Regions from separate parts of the Pungitius pungitius genome. Here region 2 is linked to region 1. A link is a contact called in public Hi-C data. All regions are on one chromosome and are shown on one strand. Each heading gives the region's core, a stretch centred on a gene start, on an enhancer-like site or on the middle of the called end of the contact. The rest is flanking DNA. Distances are from core to core; before and after follow the strand shown. Region 1 holds the start of plac8l1 (PLAC8 like 1). Region 2 holds the start of kctd16b (potassium channel tetramerization domain containing 16b).

Region 1 (7,448 bases), core at 1,641-4,140:
TCCTGGTTAACAAAATACGTGTTTATACATATAAACCTACAATTAAAATGAGTGTTTGTGAATTTGCGCTTGTCCTCTATTTCCCCAGCCTGGAGTGTGTGTGTCCCTCGTGAACCCTCAGCCGTGTAACGGCCAGTTCTCCACAAAGGTTGACATCCGACAGGGAGACAGCGGCGATGGCATCATCCGTAGGTTAGCCAAGGTCAACAGACTCATTAAAGGTTAGTAAGACAAATGGATATACTGCAGAAATTCATAAACTGTGGTTAGGAACCACAAATGGGTCTATATGAACATGAATGAAGGTCATTATCTAAATAGGATGGTTTGTTTGATGAAAAATGTCTCTAAGCCGCTGAGGCAAAGGTTAAAAGGGTGTGTGCGGATCGTTCATCTTTCATGGAATAAACGACATCACGCCTTGGTGCTCAGCTGACTTACTGCAACTCAAAGCCGACTCATTGCCAATAAGTATCTGTCCACATTGGACTTTAACAATCACTATATGGAAGACAAAGCTATGTGCTTTATGTGATAGCTGTTATAAAATGGAAAAAAAAACAATTAGCCTCTGATATATCATAACTGGAAACGGATCTGAAATGTCACCGTAATGGAAAAGTGTCACAGCTGTGATTGTAGAGGGCGCTACCTCGTATTCTCCTCCATCACTCACCCCCCCTGACCTCTGCACTCTTTTCCTGCCATCAGTTCATACCTCCCATGTGTCACACCTCCACCTGACTCTGCCTGCTTCTCCTCCTCCTCCTCCAACAGACCTGTCCAGAGTCAAGTTGATGAGGTACGAGGACCCTGTGCTGGGGCCCCGCCGGGTGCCCGTCCTGGGACTCGAGGAACAGGGCAAAGTGCCCATCTCCAACAAGTCTGTTTTCAGCGTCAACCTGGAGGAGAAGAAGGTCACCCTGGCCGACAACGGCCTCACTGTGGACATCGGGAACTCCCTGGTTTACCTGGTTCTCTAGTTCTCTCACACACACACACACACATACATGTTGCCGCATTCAGCAATGAAATATTTCTAAACGGTTTGAATGAATCAATAATTGTTGCCATAAAAAGGGTATTCTTGACTCAAAGCCATAGAACACTGACTCAAACATATATCTGTTTTATAATTGTGTTTCTGTGGATGTGACAGGTTATTATTCACCTCTTTTCTCTGCTGAATGCGGCCTCAGTGACCATCTGAAACGAATTGGATCTCACGAGGTTGCATCTGTTCTCTTACATCAACAGCACAATTCAAGTCTATTCAGATCTAAACTGATTTTAAAAATCAATGGGATTTTGTGTTTGAGGGTGACACCAGAATTTATTTTCTGTTCAGTCTCAATTTAATCGTCTAAGTGTAATGTTGTAATTTTCTTCCTATTTGGTCAGAAGCAAAGTCATCTTTTCTTAAAGGAACAAACAAACCTACAACCAGGTCCTTTTCTTTTTCCACCTTCTTTTATTACATTACATGGTGAGACTGCTCCTGCATCCTTCTTTTTTCATATAGATGGTAATGTGTCTGCTGTGTTGTTTTAAACATTGAAGGTGAGACTTGCCATTCCCTCGTGATGTGACATCCTAAAGGACATCTTTGTGTTTTCTGGGGTTGGATGGTGCTTGTCTCACTTGTGCGTTCCAGGGAAATAATAAAACCTATGAAATATTCAGCCTCCTTCTTTGTTTATTGCTACCCTCCATGTGGGTTTGAATTTTTTTTTTTTTAATACAAGAATGGCACTTATGAGTCATGATTTTGGTGAAGCTATGTGATGTTTTCTCCTGTAATGTAGATAGTGAGGAATTGTATAATTTTGCAATGTGCACAGTCATATAAATAGAGCGACTAAGAGAAGATGTTGGTTCTTAAAAGTTCAGCATTAAAGGGTTGAAATGTTTTTTGATGAATGCAATGGGGATATGCAAATAAAATGAAACAGCCAAAATATCTTTCAGTTGACTTAGAAGCAAAAATATATTATCAAATCTAAAAAGTTCATCATTGGGGTCAAGATACCTTTACAAAGGACTGTGTATTCTATCAAAAGACACTGCCCACATGTTTTATGCTAAGATGTGAAATGGTGTCTTGAAGCTTAGCTTAGTTTAGCATGCAGACTGGAAACTGCTTGACCGGCTTTCTGAAGGTCTGAACATCTGCCCTTAGGCCCTTCTAAAGCTCGCTCTCATGTAGTACATCAGCGATGTTTATCCCACATCTGGGTTGAGACCCATTGTGAATGTCTGTGGGCTTCCACACCCACGATGGTCGCACTTCGTGTCGTTTCACCACGTACAGCGCGCGCGCACACACACACCCACACACTAAATTTAAAGGTCAGAGTCAAAGTAGGAAACGCAGACAATCCCCTCTAAATATGAACTGCACGTATTCCTTTGGTCATAAAACCCATCTGTCTGTTCTCAGCTCTTCTTGAGTCTGTCTGCTGGTGAGTGTTACCTTATATTAACGTTTTAATGTCAAATGATGCTGGTTTTTGAACATCACAGGTCAAACATTCTTTTTGACATGCATCACTTCCCATATATTTAGCTCTGTTTAAGCCTAATCATGAGGAATAAGTCCTCACTCATTACGAGATGTCATCTTGTTTCCCACCCGCAGGTCGCTCCGCGTTGGCCGTGTGAACGTCGCCACATCTGAATATTTCACGCTCATCTCTCCCTCTTTGCATTCGCTGCGTTTGTAAAAGTCGCAGAACGGAAGGCAATCGGCGGGACTTATCTCGGTCACACAGCTTCAGGCCGAGCCATTCGACTGCTGGTTTATCTGCCCCCTGCACACACCCTCTCTCACTGGGGGGGGGGGGGGGGGGGGGGGGGGGGTGTCGCTCCTCCACCTCCTCATTCCTGCTGACTCCCTTCTCACCCCAGTCCCCTCTCTCCCCTCTGTGGATGCCCGTGGCTTCTACTAATGGAGCAGATGACAGTCACACAGCAGTGAGTGCTTTTTCTTGTCTTTGTTGACACCGCTGAGGCGCGATGGAATTACAGCAAACGGCTCACTTATCTTGGTCTGTTTTGTTGTTCTAGGTGCCGCTTGGTTTCCCCTTAATTTCATTACCTTTTTGTGTGTCTATGATAACTGATAATGCAAATGAAATACACTCTTGCTGCATTTTAAAATGTTAAAACCTATGCCTTCACTAAAGTGTGTGTGTGTAATTTAAGTTGCTGAAGGCCTTAAGTAATTGAATGAGGGAATAAATGACGTACTACAAATAGTGGCTTGGTAATATTAGTGGATTATAGTTTCATTTTAAGGCAGTACAAAACCATGGTGCACTAGAAAAATTATTCTGAAACAATTTCCCAAAAAGCACAAGTTAAGACTTCTTTCAGTGTGGGACAACCTTGATGATTCATCTATCTATACACAATAAAAACACATTGTTTGTATGTTTCAGACCAAGGCTGTCAGTCACTCGAGGCTCAGTGTCAGCTTTTGAAAAGGAGGAAGCGAGGGTCTCCAGCACAGGAAGTGAAGACGGCTTGAGGTCAAACGACGCCCCGGCAGCGACCGATCCAATGCTCACGCAGCCCGGCCTCGGCATCACCACGACGACCGTCACCACCATCACCCAGACGGGAGGAGACTGGAGCACTGGCCTGTTGAACGTCTGCGGGGACAAGACCACATGTAACATGAAGCCGCATTCTCCCATGCATATGTACACATATTTCTCTCTCTCACACACACACACACACACAAAGGTACATACGTTGTGCTTACCCTGTGCTCGTAGGTGTGCTCGGGGCTCTGGTGCCGTGCTGTTTGGACCTGACTTTGGCTCATCAGTACGGAGAATGTCTGTGCGTGCCACTGCTGCCCGGATCCACTTTTGCCATGCGGGTCGGGATCAGGGAGCGGTACAAAATACGGGTGAGTGTCACCCCTTGAACGCACCACTAGGAAGACTTAATAAATGAAAGTAAAAGCGATGGTAAAAGCGAACTTGAAAGTTTGCTTTTTTTGAAAATTGTTTTTACATGTAATATTCCTCATGGTTCTGGACGTGTTGCTGCTTTTGCTTGTGCGCGCGTGTCCGTCCGCATGTTTATCCACAGGGAAGTGTGTGTGAGGACTGGACCACGGTGTACTGCTGCTACCCTCTGGCTGTGTGTCAGATGATAAGAGAGATGAAGCGGCGGATGAAGACACAGACCTATCATGTGTCCACTGCCCTTGAATGCTCGTGAAGAAACTCTAGCCAGTAACTGAGGCCCGTCCTTCTGCCACGCGGCGGGGACGGGTTCAGGGCCAACTGAGACGCACCGTATGAATATCACAAAGGATCAATGACACATGGCTTCAGATGCCCTTGAGAATGTCTCGGACAGTCAATCGAGCCTAAGAGGCCTTAGAAGGAGGAACTTTTATTGAACTTGAAGAGCAAAAATAAATGGTCAGTTCACACAAATCGCTTTTTTCCACTTTATTTGTACACTTCTGAGTTGAAATGGAATGAATTACTAATGAACTAGAGACAGTGTCTGCTGTCTGAGTTGTACAGATGTTTAGTGCGGTTTGTGCAGAAACCAAAACGAAGCCCGAAACAAATGTTGCTTCCGAGTTTGTTTATAATATCATCTCCAAAAATGTCGTTTGTTGTTTATTGGTCACCAGAGATCTTCTTCAGTCTCTCTCCAGGGCCGAGATGAAGTGAGGAAACACCTGAAAAACACCTTCCGCACCTTGATGGACAAGTTGTTAAACTTGAAGGAAGTGACTCAACTGTAAGGACGGTTAACTACAAGTCAGACTGCTGCATCTTAACGTCCAGCTTCACATTTAAGTCCAAATACGAGGAAAGCAGGAGAACCAACCGGGCATTGCGTGCTGAGCCAGTGGATCCTCATTGATTTGGAGAGCTGTTTTCTCAGTTGCGGCGTGTGGAATGGAAACAACTGTGCGAGGAGCATTCAGAATGCAGAACCACTTGTCTGATTACGCGGCAAACAGGCCGCAGCATTAGTCTGATCACAGCCGACAGCTCAAGTCCATTTCCATATTTCCACATTGATATTCTATTATCCCTCTTTTCTTCAGTTCACCTCATTCAATCATATTCCCGAATCCCTGATTTCTGTGGTTCCCTGAACCGTAGAAAGAGGCCGACCAGCGAGAACGAGGCTGCGAACGAGGGTCATTTCTACACAGAAGCAGATCCTCAAAGGGCCAATGTGTCATTCACGGATGTGATCTGCTTCAAATGAAATGATGGAAGAAAGAAAATGGATCTTCCCCCCAAAAAAAACAAGGAGTTTTTGAAACCGGATCATATCTTATTTATTACATACGGTAATCTCACATGACCACGGTGGTAATGAGGTCAGCGGTAGCTGCGTTAGGCCCCAGTGTTTCCTGAGCAGCCCCCGGCTGGATAAATCTTCCTGCAGCTCCACGGCTCTCCGCCTACTGCGGGTTGTTAGTGAGCTGGATCTGCTTGGAGCAGAGCTGCCTCCAGGCACCGTGGTGACGTGTTTCGCTCCCCCCCCACCACTCCGCGTTGCTTCGGCATCAGTAGCACTTGAATTGTTTTTTTGCGTAGAATGGAAATATATTTGCTTTGCAAATCAGTTACACCCGTAGCATTTAGGGGCACTTTAGATCTACATTAACGCATGTATTTGTGACGGCTGCTTCCAAAGTAGCAGCTGGTATTGTGAGGGACATTTAACACTTCCCCCCCCAGGGCCCCATAAAAGGTTTTACCCTGCTTGAGCTATACATAATGCATGACTTGTGGCCAGTGTCCAAAGTAAGCCCCGCATTTCCACTATTAAAGGGTCAGTTCATTCCATTTTTATCTGTAATTGGGGGGGGAACTATCCCTTTAATTCTGCGGTTTCAATCGAACAATCCCAACAGGTAAAACGGTTGAAACGAGGAACCCTCGTGTGTGTGTGTGTGTGTGCTCAGAGTTAACCCTCCAACATATTTACATATTGCACGTTTACTGTATCGCCTCACACACACACACACACACACACACACACACACACACACACACACACTGACTCACACACTGACTGCCTGGCCTTACGTCATCGAACGGATATAATTCCATGACCGAAGCACTAGGGGGCAGTCTTGTCCCAGATCTGGATCTCCCTTGTCTCTTTCCCATTCCCCGCAGCTGCCAAGTCTTAAGTGCTGATCTAAGGTCAGAGTTGGGATTTCCACAGCAGTCGTAGAGGTCAAGACTTGGAGCAATGAAGCCATTCCTAAGTCAGCAGCCGGACAGGGACCATAAAACATCTCTGCTGATGTTGTTGTTTTTCGCTGTCTCAGCGTGGATGCGACCGTCCCCACAGACGCATCAGGTGTGGAGTGCAGGCTGTTATCGACAACGGCCCCCTCGGGGGGGGGTGTGTGGAAAATGTGTGTGTGATGTATGCAGAATGTATCCAAAAAAAAGGCTTTTCCCCCCCACGATTGCGCTCATTGCACAGCTGAGCAACAGTAAACAGATCCGATGCAAAACACAGCACCGGGGGGTATTAGATCATGCCCCCCCTGAGCTGCACACGTGACTGAATAACAACCAGCCCAAGGTGTGAAGCGCTTTCCCAAACTACACACTGAGATTTCTGATTTGTCTTCTTAATGGATATCCCTTCTTTTTCTTTTTTACCTCCGTCTCCTCCTGAATGCATCCCCTCTCTTTGCTCTTCCTTCTAGCCTCCCCTCCATCCCCCCCCCCCCTCCCCTCAATAATTTCATTTCTTCTCCTCCCATTGCCCTCGTTTTATGTATCTCCCGTCCTCCAAACTCCTGCTAGTGTGTGTGTGTGTGTGTGTGTGTGTGTGTGTGTGTGTGTGTGTGTGTGTGTCTGTGTGTGTGTGTGTGTGTGATTGTGAATACAAAGAGGCGAGAGAAGAGAAGGAGGAGAGAGAGGAGTGGAGGGACCTGCAGAGCTGGAGCAGGCGTCCCCCAGGTGATACTTCTATCCAGGACAACAAGCCCCACCTGGGGTTTACACAGCACACCCTGCCTCACGTTCCCTCCTCACATTGCGTTCTCCTTGATTTTCTTTTGTTTAATCCTTGCCCCTCCTATGTCCTCTCACTCTGTTTTTCATGTTGTCTTTCTTACACACACACACAAACACACACACACACACACACACACACACACACATCATCATCATCATCATCAGGGGGGCATTCAGCTGCTGGTGGAAGCCGCTCGGTGGAGTTGTCCTGTTTTGGGATGTGTGTTTGTGTGTGATGATGGAGGCTTGGATTGGGTTCTGCTCCTCACTTCCTGGAGACACACAGGAGGAGGATTTCATCGTAGGAAGGATTTGACTTGGAAAAAAAACAAACAGGGATTACAAATTTAGAGATTGGCCTGCTGAAGAATTTATCCTTAAATTCCTTGGAGGACAAGAAAAGGGAGGATGCTTTTT
Region 2 (7,053 bases), core at 574-3,073, 130 kb after region 1:
ATGCTGCAACATGCTGTAACACATTTGAACACACGGTGATCAGAACATGAAATAATCCTTCATATATGTTCACTGATAAGGTGCTCAACCCCCTTTTTGTTCCATAATGCTCTGGCCCAACTTATTCCGCTTAAGGAGCGTTCCAACTTGACTGCGTGTGCATGCAAATGTAGATTATTGTTACTTTTAAAAGGGAAAAAATGACACAATTTGGCTTCATCATTGGTGAAACGATGAGGTTGAAGCAGCTTTGATCGCCTTGTCTCCAGAAGTCACCACACCAACGCACTCACTACACCCACATGGCTCCAGAACGGGCGGAAGGGAGGGAGGGGGACGGAGGGGGGACGGGGGTGATGTCCTGTACAAGAAACAAGCCCTTCACTCTAACAAAATGTCCCTCTCTCTCTCTCTCTCTCTCTCTCTCTCACACACACACACACACAAACACACACACACACACGCGCGGGCGCGCGGGCCCAGCAAATCAAGCGCGCCTCCCAGTGGCGACTCGCAACTTTGGGTGCGTCCACGTGACGGATGACCTGCGGCAAGAAAAGAAAAAAAGCAAAGGTGCCACTCACGGTAGAAGACGTATTCTGTGTAGCTGGACCAGATCTTGTCCTCCGTGTGCTGGCTGACGAACGAGGCCGTGACCGACGAGTTGCAGGCCACCATTTGGAAGCCGCACTCCGACAGCATGTCAAAAGACCTCTCCAGGTGCTTGAACTTGAGGTAAAACCGGGAGGTGTACCGATCCGGGGTCCTGTCCGGATCCCGGCTCTCGTTCAGGGTCTCCCCGAAAACTTCTTTGGCGAGAGCCACCCGGCCGCATATCAGTATCCGAGGCACCCTCCGGAACTTGGCGTCGGTCTGAGTCTCTCGACCCGTGGTGCACGACCCCCGGTAACCCACCGTGATGAAGCCGCTCTTTCTGTCCGCCGGGACGAGAGAGGAGGGCGGACACTGCCGGCTGTCGCTGCCCTGGGACCCGTCTTCGTAGTCGCTGTGGAAGTAGTCGTCTGGGCTGTTCTTGGCGTCGTCAGGGGTCAGGAGCTTCACCAAGTCGGGCAGCTGGAAGTACTCCGCCTCCTTCCTCAGCCGCCCTTTCTCCGGGAAGTGGTCCGGGAGGACGACCTGCCGGTCCCGCAGGTAGTCCAACACATACCGGAATAAAAAGCCGTCTCTGTCGATGAAATAACGGCCCTTGGGGTCCCTCGCCAAGTCGTTCGATGCTTCTTTTCTGGAAGAGAATAGCTTGCCGAGTAACGAATTCGGGGTGCCCACCAAAGTGGAGTGACGCGTGTAATAAACCTGCCCCCCCACGTTTAATTCAACCACATCTGGGAAACTGTTCTGAACCGATGCTTGCTCTTTGGTGTTAGTCCTACAGTTGCCACTCAGCGCCATCGTTTCCGTCATGAATAGCAAAACAAAAAAAAACAGCCTATACACCTATTCAAAATGAGAAGGACAAAAAACGATGAATCAGGATATAAAAGTTCCTAAGCTGTGTCCTCCGTTATTCTGGGTCGATCCGGGCCTTCCAACTTTACCCCTCAACAATCTGCATATGCATTCTTCATCGATCCATGGCCATTATCAACCTACCAGCCTTCTGCAGTTGTCGGAAATGGGGGGAAGATGGCAGTCCGGGGCGTCCCCCTGCGAGTGCTGAATTAAAAGAAGGCTGAGATGGATGAGGGGGAGGAGGAAAGAATCAGTGCTGCCACAGAGAGGAGACGCATCCGGGCGCACCAAAGCCTCGCATCAGTGGCAAATGTAAGAGCAATACAGGGTGTGTGTGTGTGTGGGGGGGGGGGGGGTGTGGAGGGGGGGAGGGTTGATGAAGTCCTACTTCATTAACAATAGAAATCCTTCTGCAAGCACGAGAGTAAAGTCCAACAACTTGGCACACAGTCCAAACTGGAGACGGTGCTGATGTGGTCCCACTTTCTCTTCAACTTCCCCCGGAGCAGCGGCCGCTGTTCCGGGGCTGTGCGGAGCAGCGGGAGGGTGGCGGATCGCCGTTCAGTGGCGGAAACTTGGCAGAGATTACACGCGTAACGACCGGTAATGGTTTCGCTCTGTAGCCCGTCCCCGCGAATATGTCACCGGATCCCGACTGACTTAAAATTTAAGTCCACTCCTCGAGAAAAGGCTCCGCATTTTCAGACTTCAAGAGAAGTTAGAGAAATTTCTTTAATTGTTTCTTCCACAGCAGCGCAGAGGACCGACCCGCTGCTGCTGGCTGCTTTTACCCGGAGCTCTCCGCGGTGCTGAAACGAGCATCCCACCCCCTCCTCTCTTCTCATCACCCTCCCTTCCACACTACCCTCCCCAACAGAGCTGGGTGGTGTCTTCGCGGCTGCTGCCCCCCCCCCCCCCCCCCATCCCTCTCTCTCTTTCTCTCTCTCTCTCTCTCTCTCTCACACACACAGCCTTCTAAAGGCTTATGAAGTGGTTCCAGGCTGCTGGGTGGTGAAAAAAAGAAGAAAAAAAGTCCAGAAAATCATCGCTAAGAACCATTGAACAAAAATCAGTTATATTGTCAGAAAAAAAACTATATCACACACAGGTATAATAATATTAGTTTAATTTTGCCACCTACAACCTATATGTGTAAGTTGTATGCTTTAACAGCGATATACGTGCATACGTCATGGAAGTGTTGCATCAATTTTGGTGTCAAATAAGCTAAATGCTCCCAATGCTGTAATTTTACCACCAGCTTGAATATATTTTCATGGCAGATAACACATGGCACTTACAGGGAATGTTTGGGTTTCTAGGTGAGAAACTGTTCATATTTTTCCCAGTTTCAAAAATACATCAACGAAAATACTATCTTTCCAGACCCAGATAAATGGCTGTAACTGGCAGTGAGCTGTAACAATATATGACGATTTTGTAAAGGGAGCAACAGCGCCTTCTTCTGGTTGTGTTGAGTCAGACCTTTTTTTTCAGCAGCATGGACAGGTACTCACACTAAAAAGGGATATAATGTGCCTGTGAGCTGTCTTGTTATTGACCTAATACATCTGAAAGAATATACTAATTATTCATTTTCGACAAAAATTTGACTAAGATTGATATTTACATTTAAAACACACATTGAGCACAATGATACAACAGAGAACAGGAGATCCTGATTCATCGGGTACAGGATACTCTGCTTTAGAATAAGAAGCAAGATAATAAATTGTGTATTCTGCAGTCTCACAAACATTCACCATCTGCTCCAAATGCAGGGTATTTCACAATATGATGCAAACGTATAAAATATACAGTATGAAAAGTATTTTGACTGCTTGTCAACTAACCTTGCCTCGAGCAACAGAGCATTTTTTGGCTTTCCTTTACTAGATTTGTTCTACCTCTGACGCCGTGATGACACAGCTTTTCCCTTTATTTACATTGATATTCTGTGCACTGCAGTTTACAGACACAGAGCCGCTTGGGCGGTCACTTGTTTTTTTTATGTTACGTCATGACTTGCCATGGTCTTCCTCCGAAGAACTTCAGCCATATTGAGTATCACGTGCATTTTAGAAAATCTGTTTGTAAATAGAATCCCAGAGTTAGACACTAATTTACATAAAAAAGGCTGTGATGTTTATTTTAGTTGGTGTCTCTTTCAAAACTTTCTTTTTCAAATTAGCCAAGAAAAATAAATAATGAAATATTGGCTCCGAGCACAGTGGCGATATTGAATTAATTAAAATAATGAATGAATGAATTTTTCAATGAGAGAGATGCGATATCAGGGAGATTTTTCATTTTCATTTGCAAAAGAAATCCACCTTTTCCTTCCTTCCTTGACACAGATCATATCGCGTCATTTCTCCTTCCCGTGCAATGGAGAGAAAACTATTAAAGTGAATTTTCAGGCTGGTCACAGATGGTTGAAATAAACAGAATACTACTTCCACTTCCATCTCTCATTACAGCCACGCTGAATTATGCCAGGCCTTAGATGGGAAATCTGCAAATACGACAGCAGCAGACATGCAATGCATAAATTCAGTAGACTCATAGATGATTTACGGAAATGAGTTAGCTATCCCTCAAACTCGAATGTTTGTTTCTTCCTATCTAAATGTAGTAAGTTATTTCAATCTTAAATGTCAGTTTAGACATTGGTTTTGATAGTGATGACAACAAAGAACATCATGCCCAGAGCAATGTGTCAAAGCGTTTATTCTGTAACTCATAAGTGCATGTGGGTTTGAGGGCGAGAGAGAGAGAGAGAGAGAACATCAACACACACAAACACACACACAGAGCAGGGGTTAAGTGTTTTCTGCCATTTCTTGGTTTTATGAATTTTCCCCTTCTATAAGGTGTCGTTATTGCTTCCAGCTTTTGACAAAAAGGTCGGTTGGTGTAATGAAAGCTAGCAGCAGACCGCCCGGATTTCTCTGCCAGGGAGAAAAAACAAAAGCTTCTCCCTTTTCTTTTTTATCAAAACCGGATCTCTTAAAAACATTTTTAATCAGTTCTTTTTTGGGGTTGAGACACAAATAACCTGCTGATGTTCAGTACTCCTGTGATCTTCGATGCAGGGCGGCGACCGGACTGAGCAGGTATTCAGTCCTCAACCTCAAACGTGCCTTCAAAGGCCGCCTGGCAACGAGGTTTTCTGCTTATTGCAGAAGTCTGCTGATAAACTCATAATCATCAAGAAGCTTCTCGTCCCCGGAGGAATAGATCTTCAAACATAGACGCCACGAAGTCCTTGTGGGAATCAGCAACAAGTCCCGATGCCCCAGATTTGGTATCAAAACAAGATATTTTTAGCCGATCCGAGCAAACAGCGAGCTTCTTACCCCTCTCACTCAGATGTGTAACTGTTGCTACACCTCATCACACCTCAAATGATGGCCGACAAACAGTATTTTAAAGGAAAGTTGTGCGCAGAACGACACGCTCGGGGCGTTGGTGTTGCGCTGTTAAGAGTGTGGCATTCTCCGGGGTACTGAGCGCTATAATATTACAACATCTCTACATTCCCGCCCAGGACTGAGGGGGGGTTGCTGCCCCTCAGCCCCTCAGCCCCGTCCAAGGCCCGCTTTTCCTGCTAAGCTAGGTTCACCAAGACAAGCGTCTGTGACCCGGAAGCCAACTGAACTTTAAGGAGCTTTTGGCAGCCGAGAGAGCGCAGGCGAGATGTAAAGGAACGGACGAGTGCCTCCCGGAGCCAGCGTAAGTTATAAGGCTGAGATCCGGGAGTTGAACGTCTCGGCTCGTCTTCTGGCCAGAAACGCAGCAGCAGAGCTGTCATCCAGCTCACTACCGCCGACCCTTCAGGTGTGTGTGTGTGTGTGTTTGTACTGGGGGGGGGGGAAAAAGTGTCAAGAAAGAGGGTTTATCCTCGGAGCCACATGGAGAGAAATGTTGATCCAAAGCTATTTTGGATGCAGCCAGCTGAGCTAGCTTGTGTTTCCATGTTACTTTTAGCATGTGCAGCTCGGAGCATTTCTCGAATGCTTTGATTGTGGACTGAGACACAACAGAGAGCCAAAATAATGATGTTTACATATTTGCTAAGTGGACAGTAGAAACAATCGTCAGTTCTTAGAGTTAAATATTCTGTTCAGTGTGTTATGAACATTCGTATTATTTCTTGATTTGAATATTCCGCTTGGTTATTCTTTTATGGCCTTTCCGTCACGTCGTTTGTATTTGCCATTGTGCATGTTAGTAGCCTCTCGTTCTACTCAGATCGTTGATCTAAATCTGGTGTCACGTACACAGCTTTTCTCCTCTTAGAGTTTTCAAAGCCTGATCCAAGAAAGAACGAAGTAGGTGCAACGCTCTCCCCCCCCCTCCTTGCCTGTGCACCAAGTCCCTTGGATTCGTCCTTTTTTATTTTTTTGAGGCACATAGTTGTGATCAGTTAGCCTGTGTGTGGGCTCGCAGCACTTGAGTCACAAGTGATTGTGTGAAAGGATTGCAGTGCCCATGGCTCATGGATTGTAGGCCCACAATTGGACCAAATCAGACAGATATTCTCTTCCTTCCACTGACAAGACAATTGTGGGTTTTAGAAGTGAAATAGAGACTGACCAATCACCGAAATACGTCTTTATTTCCACATAGAGACAAGCACTAATGTGGCCGGAAAAGCGAACGGCGAGTAACAGCCAGTTCCTCTCCACTGTTGTTACAAGGAAAGCTCCTTTGCACACAGAGATAATCAGACAAGGAAGTAGTGTAAAAGCTGGAAGGTTTTTGTGTGTATCTTACAGTACAGTAGCTGGCATTTCATTCAATTTGCACCATGTGGGACTCAGAAAGCAGTTGGCCAGGATCAAGCTGTGGGTGTAGTGAGAGGATGGGAGGGGGCGGAGGATCTGACAGCTCCACAATAGAGAGGGAAAGAAAAAATCTCTGTTCGCTTATTTAAAAAAAAAAAAAAAAGACATCCATTAACTCAGAGAATATAAGTGCATATCAACTCCTATCTGGATTGAATCAGACCCAGATGAGCCTTGATGAGCATTTACAGCGTAACCATTAGAGTAGATCTTTGTCAGATCAAATCAACTCACTGGACATTAAACTCTTACTTAAACGTGGAAAATGTCATTTGCTCAACATTGGGCTTTTAGGCAACGTGTCACAGAACCTTATTGATATAAAATACAGTGTACTGGCTTCAGTATGCATTTAACAGCATACAAAATGTTGATATTGTGGTGCTAATTGCGTATTATCTTACCCTTGTTATCCTTGTTCCCCTTAAAATGCAATTATTATTCTTGAGGCGCTGCAAATTTTTCAGTATGAGTTGAAAAGAAAACGTTTGTGTTGTGCAAATGTGGTCATGTTGACTTGTTGTATTTTATTCTCGACGTGTGGATCTAAGCAATCTGAATTTTCTACTAAGAGAGACTGTACTTAAAACAGATGAACGGATCCCCTCCCGGTTTCCTGTTTGAAGAGGAATTAACCTTTGATGTCTAAAGACCATCATCAAGAAACTTGAGAGGTGATTTCTTTTTTTCCAGCCCTCCTCCGTGCAACTCTCTCCATGCACGGCGCACTACT

Evidence for each region. A called contact is a pair of places that touch in the nucleus more often than the background predicts.
Region 2: a contact with region 1 is called in a Hi-C map of muscle, with 4 times the contacts expected there. The contact joins the promoter of kctd16b here to the promoter of plac8l1 in region 1. A contact is called at or near these places in 2 of 2 Hi-C or Micro-C datasets (both in muscle).

Annotation. Positions count from the first base shown.
Region 1 is chr16:14,111,644-14,119,091 of fPunPun2.1, forward strand. It overlaps plac8l1 (PLAC8 like 1), which reads left to right and starts at 2,891. Exons shown (of 5, transcript XR_009942524.1): 1 at 2,891-2,973; 2 at 3,441-3,673; 3 at 3,780-3,916; 4 at 4,102-4,439; 5 at 4,674-5,285. It overlaps LOC119215105 (leucine--tRNA ligase, cytoplasmic-like), which reads left to right. Exons shown (of 32, transcript XM_037466944.2): 31 at 89-221; 32 at 778-1,682. The coding sequence ends at 983.
Region 2 is chr16:14,244,165-14,251,217 of fPunPun2.1, forward strand. It overlaps kctd16b (potassium channel tetramerization domain containing 16b), which reads right to left and starts at 1,824. Exons shown (of 2, transcript XM_037467134.2): 1 at 585-1,824. The coding sequence starts at 1,422.